3 separate regions of the Zea mays genome follow, and all the other regions are linked to region 3. Evidence: chromatin contacts called from public Hi-C data. All regions are on one chromosome and are shown on one strand. Each heading gives the region's core, a stretch centred on a gene start, on an enhancer-like site or on the middle of the called end of the contact. The rest is flanking DNA. Distances are from core to core; before and after follow the strand shown. Region 1 holds the start of LOC541645 (chitin synthase homolog 1). Region 2 holds the start of LOC100283469 (CHY1). Region 3 holds the start of LOC100101546.

What was found. Hi-C and Micro-C count contacts between places; a contact is called where the count stands out from the background.
Region 1: a contact with region 3 is called in a Hi-C map of ear, with 2.5 times the contacts expected there. The contact joins the promoter of LOC541645 here to the promoter of LOC100101546 in region 3. A contact is called at or near these places in 2 of 25 Hi-C or Micro-C datasets (ear and tassel).
Region 2: a contact with region 3 is called in a Hi-C map of tassel, with 2.3 times the contacts expected there. The contact joins the promoter of LOC100283469 here to the promoter of LOC100101546 in region 3. A contact is called at or near these places in 3 of 25 Hi-C or Micro-C datasets (ear, leaf and tassel).

What each region holds. Positions count from the first base shown.
Region 1 is chr10:18,839,619-18,844,073 of Zm-B73-REFERENCE-NAM-5.0, forward strand. It overlaps LOC541645 (chitin synthase homolog 1), which reads left to right and starts at 2,944. Exons shown (of 2, transcript NM_001111400.2): 1 at 2,944-3,104. The coding sequence starts at 2,997.
Region 2 is chr10:19,676,871-19,681,134 of Zm-B73-REFERENCE-NAM-5.0, forward strand. It overlaps LOC100283469 (CHY1), which reads left to right and starts at 1,989. Exons shown (of 14, transcript NM_001371940.1): 1 at 1,989-2,099; 2 at 3,948-4,028; 3 at 4,114-4,182. The coding sequence starts at 2,052.
Region 3 is chr10:19,221,239-19,226,048 of Zm-B73-REFERENCE-NAM-5.0, forward strand. LOC100101546 reads left to right here and starts at 2,818. Exons shown (of 4, transcript NM_001112562.2): 1 at 2,818-2,923; 2 at 4,414-4,490. The coding sequence starts at 2,843.

The DNA of each region.
Region 1 (4,455 bases), core at 1,694-4,193, 380 kb before region 3:
AACACATAATCGGTTGAGTCGTTGCAATAGTAGGAATTCGTCACTTTCTAGATCTTGAGTCTTATTGACACCTTTATCTTCCTCCGCACGTAATCCTAATGATACACAGATTCTCTACACATGCAGATTCTCTCTATAGCCAGATTCTCAGAAAAGCTGGTTCGAAAAAAGCTGAACCAAACAGGCCCGTCAGACGCTTGGAAGCTAACCATACAATGTTTTCCTTTGGGATGGCAATGTGTCTGGTTTGGATTGGGTGGAGTAAAAATCCGCATGCGATCTACCAATCATGCTTGTGGGTGCAATTTTAAACCACACTTGAATCTGTTGGGTTTTGGATCACCCCCATGTTTTTATTCAACTTTTAAACATAATTAAGCTATAAACAATTAAGTACCAGTAATAATTGAATTATATCTACAACTTTTAAGCCTTCTCACGTTGAACATCAACAAAATATTTCATGAATCATTAGCCAAGTTACTTATTCAAAATAATTACTATCGTATCTTGATCATCTTTGCGCAAAATAAAGAAGAAACCAAATTTCGAGTCGGGTGTAGGTCATCCGCGGATTGAAACAGAAACACACACACATGAAACTTCGGGTCGGGTGCGGCTACACCGCGGATCAAAATCTTCACCTGTACCCGCACACGTCAGGCCGGGGTACCCGTCGGGTTTCGAGTTTGCATATCAAATTTGTCATCCCTAGCTTTCTTAACGAGCTCTTTGGATCCCAGTAAATAAAACTTTTTATATCAATTAAATTCCAAGAAATGAATTAATTAGAATCGAATCACCTATAAAGTGATTCAATTCCATAATTCATGTTTGGTTGTACATGGAATTTATTTTCTAGAATTGAAATATAATTGATGTTTGTATACTTTATGTATGGAATCAATCTATTAACTTGTTAACAACCTGAGAGCACTAACTTATTATCAACCCGTGAGAGCAGTACTCTGCATCACGTGCATCCTAGTAAATTGGACAATCAATTCTAAATCCAACAAGTTTAAACATTCTAGAATTAATCCACCATCCTTATCAAATCCACAAGTTTAACCAAATCTAGATTTAGTCCAACATTTTAGAATTAATCGAACAGACTAGTTCAACAAAGTCACACAATTAACAAAACCACTAGGAACTTGGGTAGTAGCATACACCAAGACAATTTCTATCAATACAAGAGTTTAACACGACTTGAGAAGAAAAAACTAACTAGGAGCAACATTATTGCTATCCTTTTTTTGACTAGTTCATAAGCCACCTCTTCCTTCTTTCCAAATAGAGGGTCATCATAACTCAAACTTACGTGCATAGGAGATGAGGATGTCATAGAGGTCAAGGGGTATATTCATCGAGTTCTTCAATCTCTTGTAGTATAACGAGAAATTTAGCTTAAGAGGGTCCATTTAGGCCATCATCTTTCAATACCATAGTATGTCTAGCTTCTCATGCTATAGTAGAATCTGATAAATCAATTATGCGTTGTTAGGAGAGAAGGGGACATGCACATAGGCATCGATGGTGGTGTCACCATAATCCTGCACGCCACCAGCGTACCAACCTAAGTACAAACACACACACACATGTCGCACTCGAACATGCACTCGACACAACACAACACAACACAACGTTGTCACTACAGGACAAATCCAGCACTCCCCGAAGCAGAAAGACCGCGACCCAAAGCAAGCTCAAGCTCCCCTCTTCGGTCTCCACCGCTCGCCAACCTAGAGATATACCTCCCTTCCTACCAAAGCTTTGTCTCTAGAAGACTTCGTTGGCTCTTCCCTCGACGCTAGTGGTTGTCAGTGGTGATGGCTGGCTAGCGGGGGTGGTGGTGTTGCTGGAATGTCCACCGCGATGGTGACTGCCGCCCGCCTTCGCATGCCACTGCCAAACGGAGCCCACTACTCGGCCTTCTCGAGCCGACACCTCTTTGATTGCCACCGCCACTAACAAGCGACCACACGTTTGGTGCCCCATGGATGCCTTGTCCCACCCTGTTGTCGTCATCGACAACGACACCACGGTTGCTCATGAGTTGGAAGTGAAAAGGATTCTACAACTTTTTTGGTGTTAGGGTAAGAATTAGTGGCATGCTAAAATAATGGAGAGTGAAAATAAGATCGAATCAAAGTTATTGATAAGTGTTTCGGTCCAAAAAAACAAATGGGCTGTAAATAGATTTGATTTTTTTTTGAAAAACATTGAAATTTTTAAATCCTTAAACCAAACACGCAAGTAGTTGGCCTGACCAATCTAACTGTGGAGAGATTCTGAATATCGTGAAAATTACGTTTGGAGGAAGATAAAAAAGTCTATAGAGTTTATGATTTTGAAAGTGACAGTTTACTACTATCGCAACAAGTCGGTCGATTATATATTCACATTGATTTTAGACAGTTTTGGCTAAAGTGATTCTTATAGAAGTTAGACTCTCTTTAGTTTGAGGTGATTAAAATTTAATGACTAGACTTTAGTCACTTTTAGTCTTAAAAAAATAAATAGTGACTAAAGTAAGGTGACTAAACTTGGGTTAGAGCATGTACAACCTAGACACTGCTGCACGGTACTCCAAGTATAAGGCACAAATAAAACACAACATAATACAGTGGTCATGTCTAAAACATGTGTCTTACCATATTCATTGTAACAATCAGAACATTCAATAAATTAAAGTGATCAATCAGCTAGTCTCCTGTCTCAAACATAGAGCTAAAACACTGTGTCTTCGTCAAGATACATGTCTTGAGTTTTTTACATTCATCCACTAGACACACTCTGAGACACAATTTAAGACACCCAACCTTACACAGCCAAATCGCACAAGCGAGCTGGTGGCACCAATGCAGCCGTTCCAACTTCCTTCCAAATTCCAACGAGAGTCCAGTCTACCAGCCTCCAACACTGAGGACAAAGCGAAAAGAAAAAGGGGAAAAGGGGCTGGTGCGCAAAACCCTAGCACAGTCGCATCCATCATGGCGATGTCCATCTTCGGCGGCTGCGTCGGCGGCGACTCCGGTGCGCTCATCGCGCCGTCCGCGTCCTCGCTCCGCCCGCCGTTCCGTCTTGTCGCTGGTCCCAAGGTTCGGACTCCTGCTCGGCTGCTCCCCGTCCCATAAACCCTAGCATTTATTTAGTTTATCCTGCGTGTTTGAGGTGGAATTAGTACGAGTATGCGGCTTTCGATTGGCTCGGGAGGCCCAGTTTTCTGCGGGGAGATGCTCCGGTAGGCTGCTGGAAGTCCGCCGTGCGGTTGTTACTCTTCGGCGTTTGTGCATGCCTCTGAAGGTCCGATGGGTGGGTGAGGCTGCCTCGTGTCAGTCTGACGAATGTGCGAAGTGCATTTTTATGTTGATTGGTAGGCTAAATGTTCAAGTGCATCTTAGGAACTGGGAATGGAGGAATTAATTTGACAAGACAAAATAGAGATTTAGTGCCCACATTGGTGTGAGGTAGGCCCATGGAACACTTGCATTTCTGGAAAACGTTAAGGCCCTCTTTGAGTTTGCTTGCCCCAAACGTTTATTAGCCCCAAATGTTGAAGCCCCAAGCAAAATAATAAATGTTTAAGGCAAGCAAAATAATGACCTGTTGCGACCTTTCACTTCAAGCCGTCTGTCTGTTTTCGTTTGGTTCGTCCGGGGTTTGCCATGGGAAGTCGGAGCCACCGGCTGCTTTTCAATCTAGCTTGGAAGCGATGACTCATGGCAGTTATGTGTGCTCTTACGCGTCGTGTTGGTGGGTTAGCCCTTCGTGTGTTCAGTGTTTGCTCCACGTTGGGCTACCTTCTTGTATTTGTTAGATTTTGGGCCCGGTTTTTCCTTAAAACAGGGTTAATTCCATTCTTAATTGAGAGGCGGACCATTACGTTCAAAAAAAGGTTTGCCAAACCCTACCGGAGGGGAGAAGCTCTTTTTTTTTGTACTAGGTTGGTGAAGCCACCTAAATGTGGCTGCTCCAGATTCTGTCTTCTTAGATTAGTTGTTTGCAAAGAAGCCCGACCAAACATGGCCTAAGGATTACCTGTACTTTTAGATCTGCATTTTTCCTAGATTTGACATTTTATTATTTTGCTTGCCCCAACATTCTTGGGATGTACGTTTTTTGGATTCTAAATATCTGGGTTGATATGTAAGCATCATGTCATAGAAAAGAGGTGTCGTGTACTGATTGTCCTACCATGAATAAGTGCCCTGTATTTGATTTTTAGGTGAAAGGATCTTCTCGTCATGTTTTTATGTGTTGGCTTATATGTGCAGCTTTTGTATCCCATTTGATGGTTCTGCCCAAACTCAAAGTCAACCACTTTGTCTCCTTTCGTATTGGTCTTCTCCATAGCAATCAGTTATCAGTATATGTGATGTGTAGGCTAATTGCTAATGTATTGTAAAAAAATATAGAGTTTAGTCTGACAAAGTACCTGTAATTTTAAAT
Region 2 (4,264 bases), core at 739-3,238, 450 kb after region 3:
AAGACTACCCATCTGGAACTCAACGGGAAGGTGTTCGTTAACACACAGTAGGCCCCTACCTGGCGCGCCAACTGTCGGCATTTCGGACCCCGGGGGACCCTCAACCAAGCCGACCAGTGAATTTATCGCTGCGTGCCCCTGCCCAGATGGGTTGGCGCAAGATGGAACACAAGGGGGAATGCGGCTTGTATTATCTCGCACCGGGGGTGCTCGTAGTAGGGGTTACAAGCGTCGCGCGCGAGAGAGAGCCTGTTTGTTTGCTCGTTCCCGCGCGACCACCCCGCAGGAAGGCCCTGGACCTCCCTTTTATAGATGCAAGGAGAGGGTCTAGGTGTACAATGGGGGGTGTAGCTATGCGCTAACGTGTCTGGCAGAGAAGTGCCTGAGCCCTGTGTACATGCCAACGTGGCTGTCGGAGAAGTGCTTGAGCCCTGTGTACGCGATAACGTGGCCGTCGGAGATGTGCCTGAGCCCTGTAGAAGCACAGCTGGCGGTGCAGCTGGGATCCTGCTGACGTTTCCTTGCTTCCGTAGGGGGCTGAGAACCACCGACGTCATGGACGCACGCGGGAAACCATCATTACCTGTTATCGGGGTGAACCAGATGGGACGGCGGTCTTGTTCCCTCGTAGCCTGAGCTAGCTAGGGGTAGGGTAATGATGTATTCCCTGTGGCGCGGTCGGTCCGAGCCCAAGGTCGGGCGAGGCGGAGACTTCTCCTGAGGCCGAGGCCGGGGTCGGGCGAGGACGCGATTCCTCCCGAGGCCGAGGCTGAGTCCTGGGGTCGGGCGAGGCGGAGACCTCCTCCAGAGGTCGAGGCCTAAGGTCGGGCAAGGCGGAGCTTCCTGTTGCGCCCGAGGCTGAACTCGGCTGTTGTCAGTCTTACCCTGGTGGTTGGCACAGCAGTCGGAGCGGGGTGAGCGGCACTGTTTTCCTGTCAGATCGGTCAGTGAAAGGGCGAAGTGACTGCGGTCACTTCGACCTTGCCGACTGAGGCGCGCGTGTCAGGATAAGGTGTCAGGCGATCCCCGCATTAAATGTGCATGCGATACGGTCGGTTGGTAAGGCGTTTTGGCCAAGGTTGCTTCACAACGAAGCCTGCCCGAGCTGGGCTTCGGGCGAGCCGAGAGTGCGCCCACTGCCTGAGGAGGCCCTCGGGCGAGGCGTGAATTCGTCTGGGACTACGGTTCCAGCCCGCGGCTGGGCTCGGGTGAGGTCGCGTCTCTTGGGTAGACAAAGCCTTGATTTAAACCGCGCCCATCAGTTTTTATGGTTTGTTCCGCGGGTGTTTATCAGCTGTGTTTAGGAGTGTTGGGGGTACCCCTAATTACGGTACCCGACAATTTTAGAAATAAAAAATTATAAATACAGATTCCAAATATGATAAATAGCATAGAAATTTCGACTTCTTCATCGTACATGGAAAAAATTGAGCAGACAAGTAGAAAAGGCAAGAGACAATTTGGCCATCAACCACCTGTTATCTAGTTTTAGATGGGATGGGCAGCTAACAACTAATGGCTTTGTTAGCTGCCGTCGTAAACCTCTCAGCTAATGCTGCAAACTATTAGTTTGAGGTGTAAAATATGGGCCTAAGTATTGGAGATGTTTGGTTTATGGAAACTAATATTTAGTCTTTTTATTTTAATCTAACTTTTGTCCCGAAAATTAAAACTCTATTTAGTTTCCGTATTTGATTATTTAAGGACTAAAATTAAATAAAATGGTGGAATTAAAAATTAGTCTCTACAAACTAACCCCTATTTGCACTGCTGTAGCTGCAATTTGACAATTTAGGTTATTCTATAGAGATAAAAACACTGTATAAGTCATAGAAGCTGGTAATAAAGCCAAGCATACAGACTCCAGCGGGGCAGCGACTAGCCGACTAGTAACAGGATAATAAATTAATTGCAGTACCTGCCGGAGTGACGTTCGAGCATTGAAGGCTATAAATACAATGGAAAGCATGAGCCAAGCCACCAGTTCCGCAGAATAAACGAGCGTGCAAGCGCTGCTGGGCTGGTGTCAGTCACCTGAGCAAGGAAGAGAGATGGCCACGCTGCCTCGCGAGGGCGCCGCGGCGGCGGACTCCGACCAGGTTCGTTGAAATGCTTCGGTTTTTTGTCTCGCTCTACTCTAAAATCTATCCTAATTTACACCGACCCCTCTCAGTAAACGTGAATTGAGACATAGCTAGAGATTGGAGCACAGCCAAACATGCCCAAACGCTGGAGCTTTTACCTGCTGCCTAATGTGTGGAACTAGTAGTTCAGGAAAAGGCCTGCCTGTCAAGAACTCAACTCTACACCTCGTTTGGCATCTGGCTTGTGGAGGCAAGTTAACGCTCATGATATGAGATCGATGGCGCAAGATCGTAATTAACTTAACCAGATCAGTCCAGCCATTTGAAATGTTTCGGTTTGAACAGCTAATAGTTAGGTTAACCTCAGTCCTAAACTGAAACCCCCAAAAAAAGTCCTTTCCTTGAATCTACCAAAGACAATCCCTACTAACTACTTTTAGAATAGATGCATGGATCCATCCAACTACTTCATTCAGGACTTGGATTCATCGAGAGAGAAAAAAAAACACAAAGTGCAGCCATAAAAAAACACACGAGGTAATGTGAAGGAGGCCAATTTGTGGAAGGAGAGGATGCGACAAGCGGTGATTCGTGAAAGGAGCAGGAGGAGTACGCGCGCGGCTCCATGGTCCATGTCCATGCCCCCCTCCCTGCGCAGATCCTTCCGCTGCACCTCGCCCTCCGGTCTCCTCTTATGGCTGAAAGAAACAAAAGAACGAATAGATATTGTGCATTGATCGGTAGTTGTGGGTAATTTTAACTAACTAACTACACTAAATTTGAGTTGAGTTGCTCCACCAAAATAGTGAATCTGATCATTAGAGCTACCAATTTGATCTTGATTGAACCTGGATTTCGTGGGATTTCCTAACTTTTCGTGGATTGAAGTTATTTTTGCTGAATCTGACACCGATGGAGCTATCCAAAACGGGTTCTACAGAAGGAGAATCTGAGTGTGATGTGAGCGAAGTAGTAAGGTCATCCATAAAAATTGAGATCGACTGTACCAACAGCAACGGGCCGTGTGATACGTGTTTGGTTCAAGGAATCATTCCATCTAATATTAGGTGGTGCATCATAAATTAATTCCTTAAATTTAGTGATATGATCCTAATCTTTATGTTAGTACTAAATATGGGGAATGAGGTGGTACAAATTAAATAAAAAAGGTAAGGAATGAGAAAATGATGGACTAATTTATTACTCAAACCAAACACCCTATTAGACGGCAGGTCAGGCAAATAAACTTTGGTCCAGGTTTGGAGGTGCCCTGGCGTGGGCTGGATTGTATGGGTGACGTGAATGAGGCCTCATTCTTGGATGATACATGTGCTTCGAAGTGAGCCCTTTGTTTAAAAATCCTGCTACGATGACTATAGTAACAGAGATTCCATAATTCCGAAGTGAGCCCCAGTGTTAGTTTATTTTCGTGAGCCTTATGGAATCTGTTACTTGTGAATTGTGATTATGATCCACCGGTCTGTTTAAACAACGACTCAGTCATATCTAGTGTCTTCGTATGCTCTTGTCGTCTGTGTCATTTCTGCATTCCGCAATACTCCCTCGGTTCAAAATTTCAAGTCATTTTGATCTTCTACGGGATAGTTTGACAACCCCATTTTCTCAAGTAAAATTAGTTCATTAACCCTTGGGAAAATGGAAATTAAAATGGAGTTGCCAAACTAGCTCTAAATATATAGTTTTTCGTTACATATCTGGATATAACATAATATCAGTAGGACCAATGTACCTATAAAAGGCAAAACAATTTACAATTTGGAATACAGGGAACAGACAGTTTTGCTTTGCTCAACTCGTTGCCACAACTTCTTGATGGTTATTTACACTCCTCTATTTTGTCAGCTTTTGGTAGAAGCACATGGCTCTACACGAACGCTGATTTTGAATAGGCCAAAGCAGCTCAATGCACTCTCCTCTGAAATGGTACGTTAAAGAGTTCACAGCAACCAAATTTACTGTTATGCTGACTGTTCTCTCATGTTATGTTGATTGTTCCTTCATGTTGCAGATTAAAGGTCTCCTATGGTATTTCACAGCTTTTGAGAAAGATGATGGAGTCAGATTGTTGATTATGAAGGTACATGAGTTGTTCAACCATTCCTCTGTTCCAATTTGAAGTGTGTGATTCTCATTGAGCTTATGAGGTAGCAGCAATGATA
Region 3 (4,810 bases), core at 1,568-4,067:
ACCCTTTCCCTCTCTCAAACGGTCACTTAGACCGAGTGGGCTTTCTCCTTAATCAAATGGGTCACTTAGACCCCGCAAGGACCACTACAAACTTAGTGTCTCTTACTTTGATTATAAGTCACTTAGAGAACAAGAATGAGGAATAAGAAATCCAACCAAGCAAAACAAGAGCACAAGAAAACACAAATGATCCTCTCACGAGTCTAAATGCGCTAGAGTGGTTTTTGAGATTTTGAGGGGATCGATCTCTTGAATTGTGTCTTTGGAGTGGTGTATATTGCTCTTGTATTGAATGTGAAGGAGTGAATGCTTGGATGGTTGGAGTGGAGGTGGTTGGGGGTATTTATAGCCCCAACCACCAATTCAACCGTTGGGGAAGGCTGCTGTCGATGGGCGCACCAGACAGTCCGGTGCGCCAGCCACATCACCCAACCGTTAGGGTTCTGACGGTTTCGACCGTTGGAGCTTTGACTTCTTGGGGCATCGGACAGTACGGTGCCGCACCGGACATGCACTGTTCACTGTCCGGTGCGCCTTCTGGCGGCTGCTCTGACTCTACGCGAACTGCCCACGCACTGTGTGTTGTCAGACGACCGTTGGAGTCGACCGTTGCGCTGGCTAGCTGTTGCTCCGCTGGAGCACCAGACAGTCCGGTGGCACACTGGACAGTCCAGTGAATTATAGCGGAGTGCGGCCTCATAAACCCGAAGGTGGAGAGTTGGAGTCGATCGCCCCTGGTGCACTGAACATTGTCTAGTGCCCCAGACCAGGGTTCTCTTAGGTTTATTTTGCTCCTTTCTTTTGAACCCTAACTTTGATCTTTTTATTGGTTTGTGTTGAACCTTTGGCACCTGTAGAATATATAATCTAGAGCAAACTAGTTAGTCCAATTATTTGTGTTGGGCATTCAACCACCAAAATCATTTATAGGAAAAGGTTAAACCCTATTTCCCTTTTAGGGGGCATCACACGAAGTAGGCCCTTTTCGACGCTTCTTCGGCGCTAGAGTTAGCCCCGATCGAGCCGTGGCTCAAATCGTCCTCGAGCAAGTCGAGGATGGACATCGGCTGGCGATCGATGACTGCCACCGTAGTCGAGGACGTGGCTTCCACCACCTTTGTCTCGGTGTGTCTATTGAGGCGCCGCCTTAGGGCGGCGATGTGCCTTTTCAGGCGTTGCTCCTTCGCCTTGCTCCTGGTGGAACATGTGGGTTGCGTGCCCATGGTGCTGCCACGTTGGGGATGACGAGGCTGAGTTCGCCGGTGGTGGTGGTGAAGAAGTCGAGGGTGCCGAAGGTGATGTGGCTTCCTGGAGCGAAGGTCTCGCCTCCAGCAAATGCTGATGACTGGGCCATCAAAGTGGAAGGCGTCACTTAGTACACTAGCTCCCCTACCTGGCGTTAACTGTCATTGTTTCGAAAACTAGGGGACAATGAGATTTGTGTTTGGTGGGGGATGCTAGCGCGGACTCACTCCGAATGGTGATTCGCTCGGATTTAATGAGAGATCAGAGACACGGGGGTTATATTGGTTCAGGCTGAAGCCCTAGTCCAGTGTAGTGTTGATCGTAGTATTGCTTTGAGCATGTAACAACTTGTGTGCTTGTGTGTCTGGAAAGGAGGGTGCCCTCTCCTTTTATATCTCAAGGGTAGGACCTTTCAGAGGAGGTCTGTTCTCTACAGGCATGAGGGCCATCCACCCCTTGGTTTGACGTAGTGCTCAGCGTATCATCTTGCTTGTTTGTCGTACGAGTCCCTGTAGCGAGTCCTCTGCTGACATCTTTCGTAGTGGTGCGTGGTGGTCCATTGCCCTACGGTGCGGCCATGCGTAGCGAGGCTTTCACCCGTCGTCACGGACCTGTGTCACCTACTGGCATGCGTAGGCATACACCGGTATGGGGTATTCGTTACATCTTTTCCGGCATGTGGGTCAATGTAGAGACTCTGATGATAAGATCCCTTCGACCGGGGTTGGCTGGCCCTACTCGCCAGTGGGGGTTTGTGTGGGACAGTACTTGGCGAGGTGCCGTCTGACGTCTGTCGGGGACCTTTCGATGCCGTACCCAAGCCCCGAGCGTAGTCTTGGTGCCGACCTATCTTTTCTTGCTGACGTGGGCTCGCATCATTGGGCTGGCCTTTCTCTTACGCTAGTCAGACTGGCGCGGGATCCGGTTGCTCGCGCCTCATGGCGGGGTTGCTCGTCGTGGACTTGGTCGTTCGTTCCGCCTCTCAAGGTTGTTCGGCAGGGATTTGGTCGCCCGCTCCGTCTCGCAAGGTTGCTCGGTAGGGACTTGGTTGTCCGTTACGCCTCGCGAGGCTGCTCGGCAGGGACTTAGTCGTCCGCTACGCCTCGCTCGACAGGGGCTTCATCGTCCGTTTCGCCTCGCAAGGTTGATCGGTAGGGACTTAGTCGTCCGCTCCGCCTCACAAGGTTGCTCGTAAGTGATTTGAGCTGTTTTCAAGAGTCTTATTGGGCTTTCTTTGGACACTCTGTTCCTAAGTGTCCAAAATTATTGATAGTTATATATATATATCTAGTTAAAATTAAAACATCTAGTTTTTTTAATAAAATGTGAAGGACACTATTTAGGATAGAGAAAGTAAAGATCTGGCTCGTTGAAAAATATGGAGGGAACTTTTTTTCTTTCGTTTTGGACTGATGGAGTATTTTCGTTTCACAAGGTACCATATGTCATTTTTTTTCGGTTACATGTTCCGACACTTGAGCCAACATGTCACGCAGTCACTTTGACCTTCCCTGCGCTGCGCCGACCCCCAAACTCTCGAACCCCCCAAAACCCAAGCCCCTGCGACCCCGAGATACCAAAGCCAGCAGAAGAAGGGATGCAGCAGCCGATGCACATGCAGCCACAGGCGCCGGCGATAACCCCAGCTGCCGGAATCAGCACGGAGCAGATCCAAAAGGTTCCTCTTTGCTCCCTCACTTCCCCCTCGCAGTTGTGATAGGGTTCGCATCCCTGCTTCGTGTGGGGTTTTCTTGGGCGCCATTTCGGTCAAAGATTGGATCATCTTGCCAGTCCAATCTAATGCATTCATCCGTATGAGCTGGGATCGATTACTGATGTATCGGATTAGTGGATTAGTATGTTTCTTTCTAGATTTCTTGGTAGATTTGACAAGCGTCACCTGAAGCTGGTGTAGGAGTTCTGTTGATCTATTGGATATTTGGTATGATGTTATGATCCTGCTCTCAGACATGGATTATTTTTTTAAACTATCAGACATGAATCCTGATGCTTCGTTGATAATATATTTGTCTTCTTATGGTGGCGGTGCACCAAATATTTTACCACACGAAGGATATGACCATTTATGTATAGGAGCACAACATTTCAATGTATCATTTATTTTGGGTAATGGGACTTGAGTCCTTTCTTGTAGCATGGCCTTATGTCACATTGCTTCGAACAAAAGGAAACTGATGTTTTCCATATGTGCTTTGTGGTGTTGACCTCACGCTGACACTCTTCACTTCGTAACCTGCAATCCTTCTCTGTGTGTACATTCCCTTCTCTTGATGGCATAATTTTTTTGTTGTTGTGATGGAAGATGCCGTGGCTCATATGGAGAATCAGCGGCATATTTATGGATTACAAACACACACTCGGGACATGAGTTTATGATTGACATACCTTCCAAGTTATAGCTGGAACTAGCAGTAGTAATTTTTTTTACCCAGTTATGGGAATGCCTCAATATGTTTTCATTGGAGATGTAATGTTATCTTTCTTATTTTTAATCTTCAACTTGTTGCTCAGTTAAAAAGAAAAAGTGACAGCTTTGCTAATTTGTTCTTTGGTCTCTCATATATTGATTTCGTGCTTATTGTCTGTTTTTTTTTCTGAATTTTGTACTTAAGTTTTCTAGTAACTAATATTAATTTTGTTAGTTGTAGACTGCCAATGCATATAATGCTTATAAATAGGCGCTGAAGAATGTTTATCTTTGTTTTACTTACATAATTCCAAACTATTGTAGCCAAGTTGGTTCTTTCTAGAAAAACATAGAGTGAAATACGGGCCTTATCTGTTTCAACATAGCAATGACCCCATGTTTATGTAGCCCACTGGACCGAAACATTCGCAGTTCAAGAATACAGTTCTAGACAGACTCTAACTGATCTTTGATACTTTACATCTAACACCAGACCAGCTATGCTTGTATTGTTCTTTATATGCTCATTCAATTGATTTATAAATATCTTGTGATAATCTAGATTTTCCATGTATTCTCACAGGACTACCTTGTCTTCTATATTGCAATTTTATGACTTACTATCAATGTTTATTAATTTATATGGCACATTTGGCTTTCTATTCCAGGTTAATCAGTTTTATGTTTGATCTGTTGCACATTTGTAACTTTTCTGATTGATCCTGTTTTTTTCCCTGCAGTATCTGGATGAGAATAAGCAGCTTATTTTGGCTATTTTGGAAAATCAGAACCTAGGAAAATTGGCAGAATGTGCTCAGTATGTATCTGGTTAAACCTTTCTCTTTTGTTTTTCTATTTGATATGACCATTAAAGAGCTAAATTTTGAGGCTTCTTGTTTTAGACATGTCTTCGTTTTGTTGTTAGCTTCCCTTGATCTTTAGTTAGTTCCAAACATCTCTTGTTACTAACTTGTCATCTAAGAATGAGGTAGCAATAGCATGTGTAATGACTTTGTTGTGTCATGTAAATATGTAACAGAATAAGCTACTAGAAACTCAAAACTGTAGCGACATTTTTGATATTTTGGTCTGTAAGTTTCTTATCTACAATGGTTTTGCTTGATACTTACTGGTTAC